Linked DNA regions of Columba livia: region 2 is linked to region 1. A link is a contact called in public Hi-C data. All regions are on one chromosome and are shown on one strand. Each heading gives the region's core, a stretch centred on a gene start, on an enhancer-like site or on the middle of the called end of the contact. The rest is flanking DNA. Distances are from core to core; before and after follow the strand shown.

Region 1 (6,280 bases), core at 1,498-3,997:
CTGTCCCATGCATCACCAATACTACTTTAAATATTACCCTAGAGCAGTTCATAGCCTGCTCTTTAAATAATGACCTGAATCTGAACACTGCCAAACTTTAGGCAGATGGCACTGTATCTTCGCTCCCCTCCCTGGCTTCTCACAAGCTTTTTTCCTGCACTCCAACACGCAGCTCTCACAGACAATGCCGTGCAGACCACAATTGCTTCCCACAGCTCAGCCCTGCTACAGGCAAAGCTTTGCCTCCTCCCGACTGCTGCAGGGGGCCGCGCGGGCTGGGCAGCTCTTTGCTTTACGGCATCGAGCTGGCTTCAATTAACTACATTAAATCGCCTTTCAGAGTTTCAAGTACCTAGTTCGTGTGCTGTTGTAAAAGCAGCCTGTAAGCCATCGTCTTCTATGATAGAGCAACTGCGGTTTAGATCACAAACTGTTCCCACATCAGCCATCCCAAGAGTATCACATGTCTTGGCACCGCAGAGGTCCTGTAAAAAAAGGCAGTTTCATTATTAATCGGATCAGAGACTTAACCTTGGCAAGAAACATCCAGCCCTGGCAGTTTGCCTTCACTTATGGAAAGAGCATAAATATTCAGCACTTCAATGGGTATGATGGCAAAAACCTGTCTTTGGAACCTACGCAAGTGTTACAGGTAGAAATAAAATGCATAATTTCCACACTAAATCAGCTAAAAATATATGGGGCAGAAATATGTTGCACATACTGTGAGTTTCACCTGAGACAGCACAAACAGCAAAGTAAATGACTAAATCAAAAGCAGTTCATTTCATTTTTAGCCTACTTTGCTGAAGCTGTCATGACACAAGACTGCCTCTGAGCGCTTTTTCAGAGGTCTCCTGGCAGAATGGTCCTCTGGGGGTAGGGAGCAATGAGCGTGGGCATGGATTTGACCTCTGTGTCCCTCACCTGCCTGGTGAAGAGGATTGCTGTGTCGTAGTGCTCGGCATGCCGGTCACTGGGTGGGTTGTGCTGCCTCTGCCAGCTGCAGAAGTTTCTCAAAGTCAGGGCAGCGTTGGAAGAGATATCAGGTCCCTTCCGCTCCTCATAAATGACCATGATTTTCACCACCACGAGGCTGATGGAATTGCGGATGCTAGGGTGCTTGTACAGCTTGGCTGCCACGGAGAGCAGCGTCAGGAGATAGTGCTTCAGCCCGCTGCCGTGGAACTCGGCCATGGACTGGTCAGCTACCAGCATGGTCTCAACATAGCGGGGGCTGGACACAAACCTCTTCTTTCTTCTGCTCCTCGTTTCTGCATTAAAAAGGGAGAGGCAGAGGCAAGGAAAGTGCATGTTAGCGTTGAAAGAGAAAAACCACTGCAAAAGACCACCTTATGGAACCCAAACTCCATTGATACTCAAGATTTTCACCTAAGGGATGTACTGCCACGCCCGGCTGCCGCCCCCAAAACTTCTGCAACCTCGGCCGAGCAACTCCTCTGAGTCGCCGCCGGGCAGACGGGCGATAGCCAGACCCGCACCCAGGTGGGAGCACCCCCGGGCCGGGGCTGAGGGAATGCACCGTCCGGGACCCTGCAGTCCGCCCCGTCGGGGCGGGGGCGCAGACAAATCTCCCGTTCCTCCCTTTCCCTCCCAGTGGAGGGCAGCGCGGCGCCCCGACGGTACCTGCGTGCCCGGCGGGCTCCGGCTCCGCCGCCTCCGCCCCCGTCTCGCTAACGGCGCAGCGGGCGGCGGGGGCGGCCCGGCGGGTCCCGCGGAGGCGGAGGAGGTGGGCTCCGCCGCGGTGCGCGGTGCCGGGAGCCGGCTGGATGAGGTATTGGCGACCCCGCAGGGAGAAGGCTCCGCGCATCCCCGCGCAGAGGCTGAGGGCGGCGGCGGAGCTGGGGTCCCGGTTGACGGTGCCGGAGTAGAAGCAGCGGGAGAGGTCGTCCTCCGGCGGCGGCGGCGGCCCGCCCAGGTACTGCAGGGTGAAGTCCGGGGCCAGGAAGCTGCTGTCGGGCTCCAGCTCCAGCGTCAGCCGCTCCCCGAAGGCCTCCAGGCGGAAGCGCTCCCGGCCGCCGGCAGCGCCCAGGCGCCGCGGCACCACCAGCGCCTGCCGCTCGGCGGGGCGCTCGGCGCTGCACAGCCCCAGCAGCGCCGCCAGCACCGGCACCAGCACCGGCGGGCGCCCCCCGGTCCTCATCGCGGTCCCTGAACTCGGGGCGGGGGAGGCTTGTTGCTGCGGCCGCTGGCTTAACGGAGCCCTTTTTATTTATTTATTTGTTTATATTTTTAAAAAATTAATTTTTTGCTTTCAGGTTTTGGGGGGATCTCAGTTTCTCTTTCCTGGCGGAGGGGCGGGGAGGGCCGGGCGAGCGCCGGGTCCCGCGGTCACTGAAGAGGTGGTGTCGGCTTCCCCATGTCCGGGGCGCGGCGGCGGGGAATGAGGGTCTGCGAGGGGAGCAGCCGTTCCCCTCTGTCCGTCTGTCTGTCCTCTTTTCTCTCACTGCCGGTTCTCCTTCCCGCCGCCTCCTCAGCTCTCCCCAGCAGCAGCAGTCGGGGAGGAATCTCCGGCGAGTCTCCGCTCGCTCCTCCGGCAGCTCCGGCACGGTCCCGCCTGCACTTCCACGGCTTCGCGGGGCGGGGGGAGGCGAGCGCCGAGAAACCTCCCGTTCTTGCAGAGCGGAGCCGAAAACAAAGTGAACACCACCCCCAGCCCTCGGCGCCGGGCCGGCCGGGCCCCGTTCGCTGCGATCCGGATGGCTCCGCCGTGCGGGTTGAGTGCAGCAACCGGGCTGGCCGCTGCTGCCCTTTATGGGGTTTGCCTGGGCCGCCCCCACCCTCGGCGCGGCCCGCCGCCCCCCGCCGCGCCGCCCCTCGGCCGCGGGCCGCTGAGCTCACTGCGTGCGTAACGCGCCCGCGGGCGGCCCCCGCCTCCCCTTCCCCCCCCCACCGCCCCCGACGGGGCGGGACGGGGCGCGGCGGGCAGAGCCCGGGGTCGGGCCTTGGCTGCCGGGCGGGGGGCGGGCTGCGCTGTGCCGCGGCGCGGCCCCTTCCCCCGCCCCCGCGGCTCCCCCTCTCTGGGGCCCGCCCGGTGGCGGGGGTGTCCTTCCCCCCGGGACCCCGAGGGCAGCGGGGCTCGGCCCGGGGTCTGTGCGGGGCAGGAGGGGTGCGCCGCTGCCGTCGGCTCCGCGGGGACGAACGTCGCTCTGTGGAGCGGCTGGACGGGCTGCGAGCGGCCGCCGGCCGGGGGCTCGGGTCGGCGCCCGGGGCTGGGGAGTGGCAGGTGAACAGCCCCGAGCTCCGGGGCGAGAGGGAGATCCCTGGTCGCATTCGTGGCTTTTCCTATTTATTTATTTATATATATATATATATTTATATATTTATGTATATTTATTTATATATTTATTATTCTTGCCTTTTCACAGCCCTAATAGCTACAGTCAGCCGTGCACCTGTACTTCTGGGAAATGGTTCCTTTTTAAATTGCTTAAACAGAGGCATTTACGTAGGTGCAGCCAATATTTTCCTTTGAAGCCAATAACCAACCATAGTGGTACAGCTAATCCGCTTAATTCTTTATATGGAACGTGCTTGCGATGTGCGCTGCCCGAGTAATACTTCCTTCTCCTTGTTGAGGCCTTTTTGGAGGATCAGGGTAAAGAATGGTGAGCAAATGTGTGAATGAAAACAGAAGCACTCTACCTATTGCTGACAGCTCCCGGGCTTCCTAATCAAACAAAGGCGCTTCAATATCAGTCAATGCCGTGTCTTACACAAGCGTGAAACTCAGAGGCTGAAAACAGACATAGAAAAATACATCATCCTTCTGACAGAGCATTTCATGTATCCACCGTTCTCTTAGGATAGAATGTCCTATTTATGCCACTAAATCTAAACCAAAGGGTTTTCTGTCTCATTTAAACCATGTCAGATAAACTTGGAGCCCTGCTTCTGTGTCAACTGCACAGCCTAATTGCCTGCTAAGTTCCGGTAGTACATTAATTTCCCATGGTGTTCTGTAAATGACACAAGTTTAGAAACATACTTTTTTTGAAGTTGTGCAAGAAGACACACAAAAAGATGAACCCAATTTTCCAGTTGCGTATTCCACTAAAGTCCTGTTGTCCCACACAGTGATGAGCAAAACCAGAACTGGGCCTCAAATGAGGGATTTTCCTTGGTGTACAGCAGGAAATGGCTTTGAGAGGCTGCGACTGCTGCCCGTTAACATGTCAGGAGCAGAAATATGCATTCAGTTACAGCAGAAGCCTAATTTTTCACTGGAGTTGGAGGCTAGTGCCAATTTCTGCCCTTACCTTCGAGATCTGGTAACGCATACCCAACTGTGTCAGGCTTTTCCTAGGACAGAAAATTCACAACAAAAAAATGGTTCATTCATGTTGTCAATTTTGCGTTGCATATGATACATACCTAGCAGTTGTACGTATTTTGAATGTTTAGGGAATTACAAGCTTAGAAGTCTAGAAATATGGTATATAAAACATAGAATTGAAAGGAAAGCATTTTTATAATTTACTTTTGAACTGATGTTACTTTCAAAATAGTTATGCTTGCAAAGACATTAATTAAAAATACGCAACCTCCTAGTCTGTCAGTGTGATCAGTGTAGCGCGTAGATCAGCAAGAACCAGTGCTAGGACACTCTGGTATCCACCCAGAGCATGTTCACCCAGCTGCCTGGTGCACCTGTGTGATATTTTGCTGTTACTTTTTGGTTTAAAATCTCTGATTTGAAAAGGTCCTGACCACCTTAAAAGAGCTTTTTTGATGTGAAAGGCCTTCTCAGTGTTCCACCAGGTGGCACTCGCCTATAAAAATTTTTCTCTGGACTGCTTCACGATTCACGTCCTGGGTTTCAAACTGTACTCAGGTGGGAAAGGCTTACACTTTAATACTGTTCTCAACAGTTCTATGATTAAGAAAACAGTTTTCCTGGCCTTTGCATAATATCCAAGAAAGTGTTTCAGTAAAGAACTCGGCAATTGCCTTGTTTTCCCCTCATTGCCAGTTGTGCTGCTGTGAAGATGCAGGCAGGCATATAAATTCTTCGGGGTACGCGAACACAAATCGTGTTGTGAAGGAACATTTACAGAAGGCTTGCTTCCTCCCAAATGTGCAGTGTTATCACACACCATGAGTATAGTCTCATAAGTGCTTAAATCTATTTCTGTGAATAACCCCAGTGGGTTTAACTGGATTATTTAAGACCAGAAGGCATGTGCATGCATACTCGCCACGAATGTTGTATCTAATCCATACCAGCTCCAGTCGTATTTTGTGTAAATCAAGATTTAGAAAGCTAAATGTACCGAACTTTTGCAGAATTTCACTCAGTGGAGTAAAAACCTAGCAAAGGCGTAAAAATTATATTTTTAATAAATATCTGGTGCTTCTTGGAAAAAAAGAAATCACGAAAAGACACCAAAAATTGTAATGCAGGGAAGCCACCAGATGGAGCTAACAGATCATCGTATTTTAGGCTACAGTGCGGGAACAGGTTTTTTATGGCTTAGACCTCAGTGTTACCCGTACATGAGCAGTGTTAACAATGGTGGGTTTTTAATTTCTTTGCCAGTGTTTGTATAAACTGCTGTATCCAAAATCAGAAGAAAAAAACAACACCAAACTCACGTTTTTTTTGCAGCCTATTTGTTTAAATGCTGCAGAATGATAAATTCCTTCAAAAATTTAGAATTAAAACAGCAGATGGCGCATTAGGCCCACTGAGCAGAGGATGAAAGATCCGATGCTGTTAAAAAATCCTCAGTAGAACACTTCCAATAACCTTAAGCCTTTTCTATTTTATTTATTTATTTATTTATTTATTTATTTATTTATTTATTTATTTATTTATTTATTTATTTATTCATTCTCCTGAGGAATTAATCTGTTTTTACAGAGCTCTTTCCCATCACTGCTTGTGACTAAGTAAAGGTTTGCCCATAATCAACACTTCTGTCCTAAGCACTCCCTAATTAGTTGTTGAGCAGCGTAAGTGGTTGGGCTCTGTGCATACAAAGGGAATTTGTTGTCTTTCAGAGTGAATGATTGTACCAAACAAGATTATTTATGGAGATTTTTTTCCTCTATGGCAACTTCTGTGATATGCATGATTAGTTTATTATTTTTGCCATTTGTTATTGATTCTGATGTCACTAACAGTTGGTTCTTGTTAATCGGGATAATAGGGATAACAGAGAAAATCTCTAATTTTGCCTAAGTGTTTTGATAATCAGCAGTAACAGAAAAAAACCCCACAATGTCCATCACCACTTTGATGAGAAGTATACTTTTT
Region 2 (6,280 bases), core at 1,737-4,236, 120 kb after region 1:
TATCTGCCCATCACCTCTATCTGAAAACCCACCCTTACCACTACCAAAAATGAATACCCTAGGCTGTGAACCGAGCATGTATAAACATGTGCAGATAGGAGTATGTTGTGGTTTAACCCATCAGGCAGCTAAACAGCACACAGCCATTTGCTCACACGCCCTCTCCCTCCAGCGGGATAGGGGAAAGAATTGGAAAAAAAGTAAAACTTGTGGGTTGAGATGGGGACAGTTTCATAGCACAGCAAAATAAGATAATAATAATACTAATAATGATTTTAAAAAAATGTACAAAACAAGTGATGTATGATGTAGTTGCTCACCATCCACTGACCAATGCCCAGCTCATCCCTGAGCAGTGATTGCACTGCTGGCCAACTTCTCCCAAGTTTATATACTGAGCATGATGTCATATGGTATGGAATATCCCTTTGGCCATCCCTTTGGGTCAGCTGTCCCAGCTGTGTCCCCTTTAAATTTCTTGTGCACTTCCAGCCTCCTCACTAGCAGGGCAATAAGAGAAGCTGAAAAGTCCTTGACTTGGTATAAACATTGCTTAGTGACAACATCAGTGTGTTATCAACACTATTCTCATTCTAAATCCAGCACTATACCAGCCACTGGGAAGAAAATTAAGTCTACCGCAGCCGAAACCAGGTCAGAGTACAGTAACATATTCCTTCCCTGCTCACTCTGCGACAGTAAAATATCTGTGGGAGGACTCTATGGACAGTTGAAATCAGGGTGACTGTGCCTAACAGCAAGATAGAGAGGTGTGCCATGGTCTTGCAGTGAGGTTTCCCAGTTTCTCCCTGGACAGTTCCCACACTGTCTGTTCTCATAGATGGTACTTTGAGCAAGGAAAGAGTTGCATATGCTACAGGCCAGCGTATCCAGTTTTCACCTGGCTTCTCCATTTGGCTTTTAATCACGAAATTTCATACACAAAACTGCTTATGGAAGAAAATTCAGAACACACAGCTTCAACTTTCCCCTGTACTGGCTCTGTTGAAAAAAAATCCCCTTTGAGTTAAAGGGAGCAGTAATAGAAATTCCATGCTTACACATGCTGGAGTTTCATTTCAGTGACATCATTTGTCAGTTTGACTTTGCCAAACGGGAAGAAGTTCACATTATAGGATTCAAAACCAGCATCTAGAACAAATTCAGTTAGAAAGATCTCAGGTTTCAAAAGGACTTGCCATACATGGACCCTTATTCCACTCACTTGGGTTCATTTCTTGAGATTTGTATTTGTAACCAAAACTTTCTTAGTTAATGAATTGCAACCTTGAAAACCACTTAGAAAATGACAACACATTCCAGACAACAAAAAGACAGCTCATATTATTTTTTGGAAAGGCATAAAGAGAATTTAGGAAGATTTAATGCAGATTCAATAATGAAAAGGCATGCCAGATTAAAAAAAACCTTAATCATGTTAACTCCCTAGAATACAAAAGGACAAATACACTTCATGTATGTCAACTTATAGAAATCCTATAACTTCACAGTAGTGTTCTCGTAACTTAATACATGCTGTATCCTATTTTTAGTTCCTGGAATACGCTTTCTAATACTAATTTTTATTTTGAAGCTTACTATGTAAAATCTAAGTAAAACCTGTAAAAAAGACAATTAATCAAATACAAAACCCACAGGTGTCCAATCTAGCTATATCTAGGAAATGGCTGCAATTAGCTGTCTGAATAATATATAAAATAGTTGAGCTGATTTAGAAATGAAGTGAAGGAGATATCCAGCAGAGGTGATTTTTATTCCCATTTCAAACTTTGACTGTAGACATTATGACTGAAAGAGAGAAAAGAAAACTGGGGTGCAAGACTCTCTTTTTACCAGCATCTTCTCTTCTGAGCTGATATTACATTTCTCTCTGTTTTTGTCACTTCATACCCTATTGTGCTCACTTCCACCCACTTAGACCGCTTGCTTATGGGCATTTGACAGCAATAAGAGCAAGTGAAAGGGCAAAGAATGAAAAGGAAAGCTGGTCAGAGAGTAGCAGATGGCACAGTTCTGCTTGGTGCTGGTATCTCTAAAAGGGTCATTTAAATACCAGTCTAGAAACAAGGAATCTGATATGATTTTTAGTTCATTGTCTCTCAATGTTACCAAAAAAGTTGCTTATTACTTTAAAGGAACTGTATTAGAAAACTGAATTTTGTGAAATCAGCCAATTATAAAATGTAGTAGAGGATGGGAAAGTGGTCAATTTACTTGATTTAAACATTTTCCCCTCATGCAAATGTTCACCATTTGGAGAAGTTCTCTTACATTTGCCATCCTAGATGATAGCAAAGCTTTGTCCAAAATTCTTTGCTTTATTCTGACCAATGCATAGGAAAGAATTGGTGCACAGGGGTATTTCCTCCCCAGGACTCTCATTCTCTGGCAATTTGTAGCTGGGAGATCACCTCGCACTTCTTTTGCTTAATGACCTCCAGTGGCTTTTTATTCTATTATTCAGTTGCTTTCTGAATCCATTTAAACTCTTCAGATCCACAAAGAATTCTATAGTTCAGCTAGATAATTTATAAAGACATATAATATTTTTATTTTGTTTTGGTTTGTTTTGTTTGCATTTGAATCAGCCACTTATTAATTTAGGCCAGCTCTCCTACGACAGGTACCTGAACTAAAGCGAGCAGAGTTTTCCACTGAAGGCCCTCAAAAGGCAAGTCTGTTGATGGTATAATGAACTTAATTCAGAACTGATGCTTTACTTTCACGGACAAAACTGAGATACAAACTCGATGCTTATGTCAGGGAGCCACTGTAGCAGCCGGAATAATTTACCACTTGTTTGCAGTATTCTGGAGCCTGTTAAGGATGAGAGAAGGGTTTTTATGTGCTACACATTTTCCATGTGTGACAAAGTAAAAAGTAATTCCTGAGCTGCTGAAGTACAGTGGCTGAGCAGCCGAGGCAGCATAAAGAGTGGCAGTTTACTGAAGAACATGTATGCTGACTGCAGTGTGTTGTGCTCAATGAAAGCCAGAATTAATGTAGTTGAAGCATCAGGACTGGTTTTGTGAGGCAACACACATACTGTAACTCCTGGGAGCCTGTCATTGTTAGATTTAATCTCCTGTTCTGTTTTTAGTTTCCTTACAACTGTCTGGAGAGAGGACTTTCTCAAAACAAATATCTCTTTACGCTTCAGTCAATGTAGAATTCATTTGAACTAGGGCTTATGAGATGATTCTTTAATAGGATTAATGAGCAGTAACTGAATACATGACAGTCACATGCAGAGATATTTTGGGAAAGACTTCAGAAGGACAAGTGTTTCTGTTGTCTCTGATCTGAGTGGGGGAAGAGCACAGAAGAGTCAGGTCTATTCCTTACCTCTCCCTCTTGTACTTTGAGTTTTTGGCAAGTATTCTGGGTTTGGACTTCACACAGGGGAATGGAGTGTTTTCCATACTGATGAAAACACAGAAGGGAAAATTGGTATAGTTCTTCAGGACTGATGGGAAAATGAAGATCAAGAATGTTGTTAAATTATAATATAGACCTAGTAGAAAATGGGGCATGATGGAAAATACTGAGTCTAGCTGAGCTTTCATGAAGGATAACATTTTCTATTATAGGAAATGTAAATCACTGGAAAACATTTTGAAGAACTATCATTTAACATTTTGGGTTTAGTGGGAAATATCTCTGCTCAAATTATATTCATGATACAATCTCATAAATATGGGAACATAAGTTCCCTTTAAAGTTCTAGCCTTTCTTCAGCATATCTTTTTTATTCCCTTATATTATATTAACTTTTTGTTTGCTTTGAAGAGAAAAACACGCTCCTCTCTGTGTTTCCATTCCCCTCCCAATTCTCTTCTTTTAATGAGAAGTTTGACTCAAATATCATCCTCCGTTTTACCCTCCTAAATTTTTCTGCTCTCTCTGTTCTTGTTTCTGGAAACATCAGAGCCTGCTTTCTCACTTCATATAGCCAAGTGGCTTTCTTAAACTCAACAGTTCTCAAATCAGCACCTGAACTGTCATTTCTGTTGCTTTTAAATCTCTTGAGCATATATTCTTTTTCATTTATATCACCTTAATTTTCATCAGTTCTTTCCTGATTGTCCAATTTAATTTAGTCTATTATTCTGCTGTTTCCATCCATAGATGCAAAGATTATTGTGACCAAATAACCATTAAGCATTTCACATGATCAGCCTGTTAGTGCTAATAGATTGTTTCTTTCACACAGCCAGACTCTACCAAGGACCCTTTTTCAGAGGTACTTCAGGCTGTATTTAATCTAATTTTAGGCAACTACCTGTTCCTTGTATTGGACATATAGAGAATTCAGGCTCCTAAATGTGGGCACATCTTATTTCAAGGTCTCAATGAAGGCAGTGTTACTGTCATACCTGCTTTTTCTATTTCCATTTTGAGTCTTTGTCATTCTCTCTAGATACTTGTTCAGAATATATATGTCCCAATCTTCCATCTCTAATTTATTTTTCTAATTTATTTTCAGCAACAACACTGTCTTCTCAAGTTGTGATCCTGCCATTGCCCCTGCTGGGTCAGTTTTCTATTCCTGAAGTTGGTTTCCTTTTACAGCCTGAAGGCTACATTCAGCTGTGGCAAATTTTATTTCTTTAGACTTCCCAGAATGGACAGATACTGCCTTCTGTACATGATCTGCTAAGAAATGAGCCATATTTTAGGCTGTTATAGAAATGCAGCTTTCCTGTCAGAGCTGTAAACTTTTGATATGATAGCTCAGTTTATGAAGAAATACACTTTGCAAAGAAATGTTCTTCAAAGAAAATGGAAAAGATTAACCTTTGTCCAAAATGGAGACATATGGTTCAGATATTCTGATTTAATTCCAACTCAGCTACCAAATGCAGATATCTTCTGTGAGTATACACATTTCTAAATAAGATTCTTCATGACAAAATTAAACTCTTCTGATGCATTACTTCTCAATTAAAAGGAAGAATTCGTGTACCATTGAACATACATTTTGATCTGAAAATTAACTAAAAAGAGGACAGGGACCACTAAAATTATAACACTGAGAAATTTGGCAGCAGCAGTTTCTGATTCAATTTGTTAGTTTCCTGTCAAACTCATGCTAAGAGGAAGATGAGGTGAAGATGAATAAAACAGATTACCAAAGCAACTCAAATTTCTGTGATTGTTGATGAGATTAAATGTACAGCAATCTCTAGCAAATCTCTAGCAAAAGGTGACTTTTGAGTCACCTCTTGAGAATGTATACTTTACAATTACATTATTTAGATCAAATTGTTACCATCAAAATAGGTGAAGGTGCTGTTAATGTGGATGTAAGGTTCACACAACACACTACACATCCTAGTCATGAAATATAAGGAGTTTTGTTTTGTTTCCTTTTTCTGTAGTTGAAAGCTCTGTGGCTCTACCAGCAATCTAGTTCTCTATTCCCAGCTCTAACCAGTGACTTCTATGAGATTCTGGAAGACTTATTGCTGTTTTTCTAGAATTTCATTACTTGGGAAGAAGGAGGAAAATATTTGCTGTCTTACTACAAAACTTAGAATTATCTATACAGAACGGCAGACAACTGTGCAAAGATCCTTGAGCTAGTGGAAATCTGAGCCAGTAATTCTATGTGATATACTGAATAGCCCTGTGTTACTGGGAGCAGTCTAACTGCTATTACATGGCAATTTGCCAGAGGCTGGCTCTGGATCCCTAACAATAGTGATTTTTATCTTAAATTAAGCCTTTTGGTCATGTAGACATTGCATTGTCTCAGCATACATGGGCTGTACAAAGCTGTGCTGTAGATTTGGTCTCAGTCTATTACAGGCAAACTCCAAAACTTACACAAAGTCAGTACGTATAGCCTATATATCTGATCCTCCCCTCCCACCCACCCTAGCTGAAACATGTTTTACACTATCCATGTTACCTAATCTTGTCATAATAACTACTATGATTATATCTTTTAAAAGACAAAACTTACATAACCTCAATTGTATGAAACCTACACAGTCTCAGGGGGACCAAATGTTATTTCTCTCGAATCAAAATTACCTGTACATGTTACATGTTTTCAAGGTGAAAAACAAACTTCCAATTACCTGCTGGATTCAAATGTATCTCATATAAGACTACAAATTGCCTGAAATTTTCTCACTAAAAATTGAGGAACATTGTCACCCGACTGTGAGCACAGTTAGATGTAAAAAGCTTAGCTAAAAGCTTAGTAATTACTGTTGCTCTTTTTTTTTTTTTTTTTTTTTTAATTAATGAA

The links. Hi-C and Micro-C count contacts between places; a contact is called where the count stands out from the background.
Region 2: a Hi-C map of crop shows a contact between it and region 1, with 2.8 times the contacts expected there. The contact joins the enhancer-like site here to the promoter of ADAMTS1 in region 1. A contact is called at or near these places in 2 of 2 Hi-C or Micro-C datasets (crop and liver).

Annotation. Positions count from the first base shown.
Region 1 is chr1:89,366,632-89,372,911 of bColLiv1.pat.W.v2, forward strand. ADAMTS1 (ADAM metallopeptidase with thrombospondin type 1 motif 1) reads right to left here and starts at 2,748. Exons shown (of 9, transcript XM_065065731.1): 1 at 1,648-2,748; 2 at 928-1,274; 3 at 353-485. The coding sequence starts at 2,164.
Region 2 is chr1:89,489,990-89,496,269 of bColLiv1.pat.W.v2, forward strand. All of the region lies in intron 1 of LOC135579650 (a long non-coding RNA gene), which reads right to left. Among named protein-coding and RNA genes, the nearest start is that of ADAMTS5, 48 kb to the left of the region's middle. Within about 2 kb of position 2,987, at least 1 of the 3 cell types and tissues checked has an H3K27ac peak away from gene starts, as active enhancers do.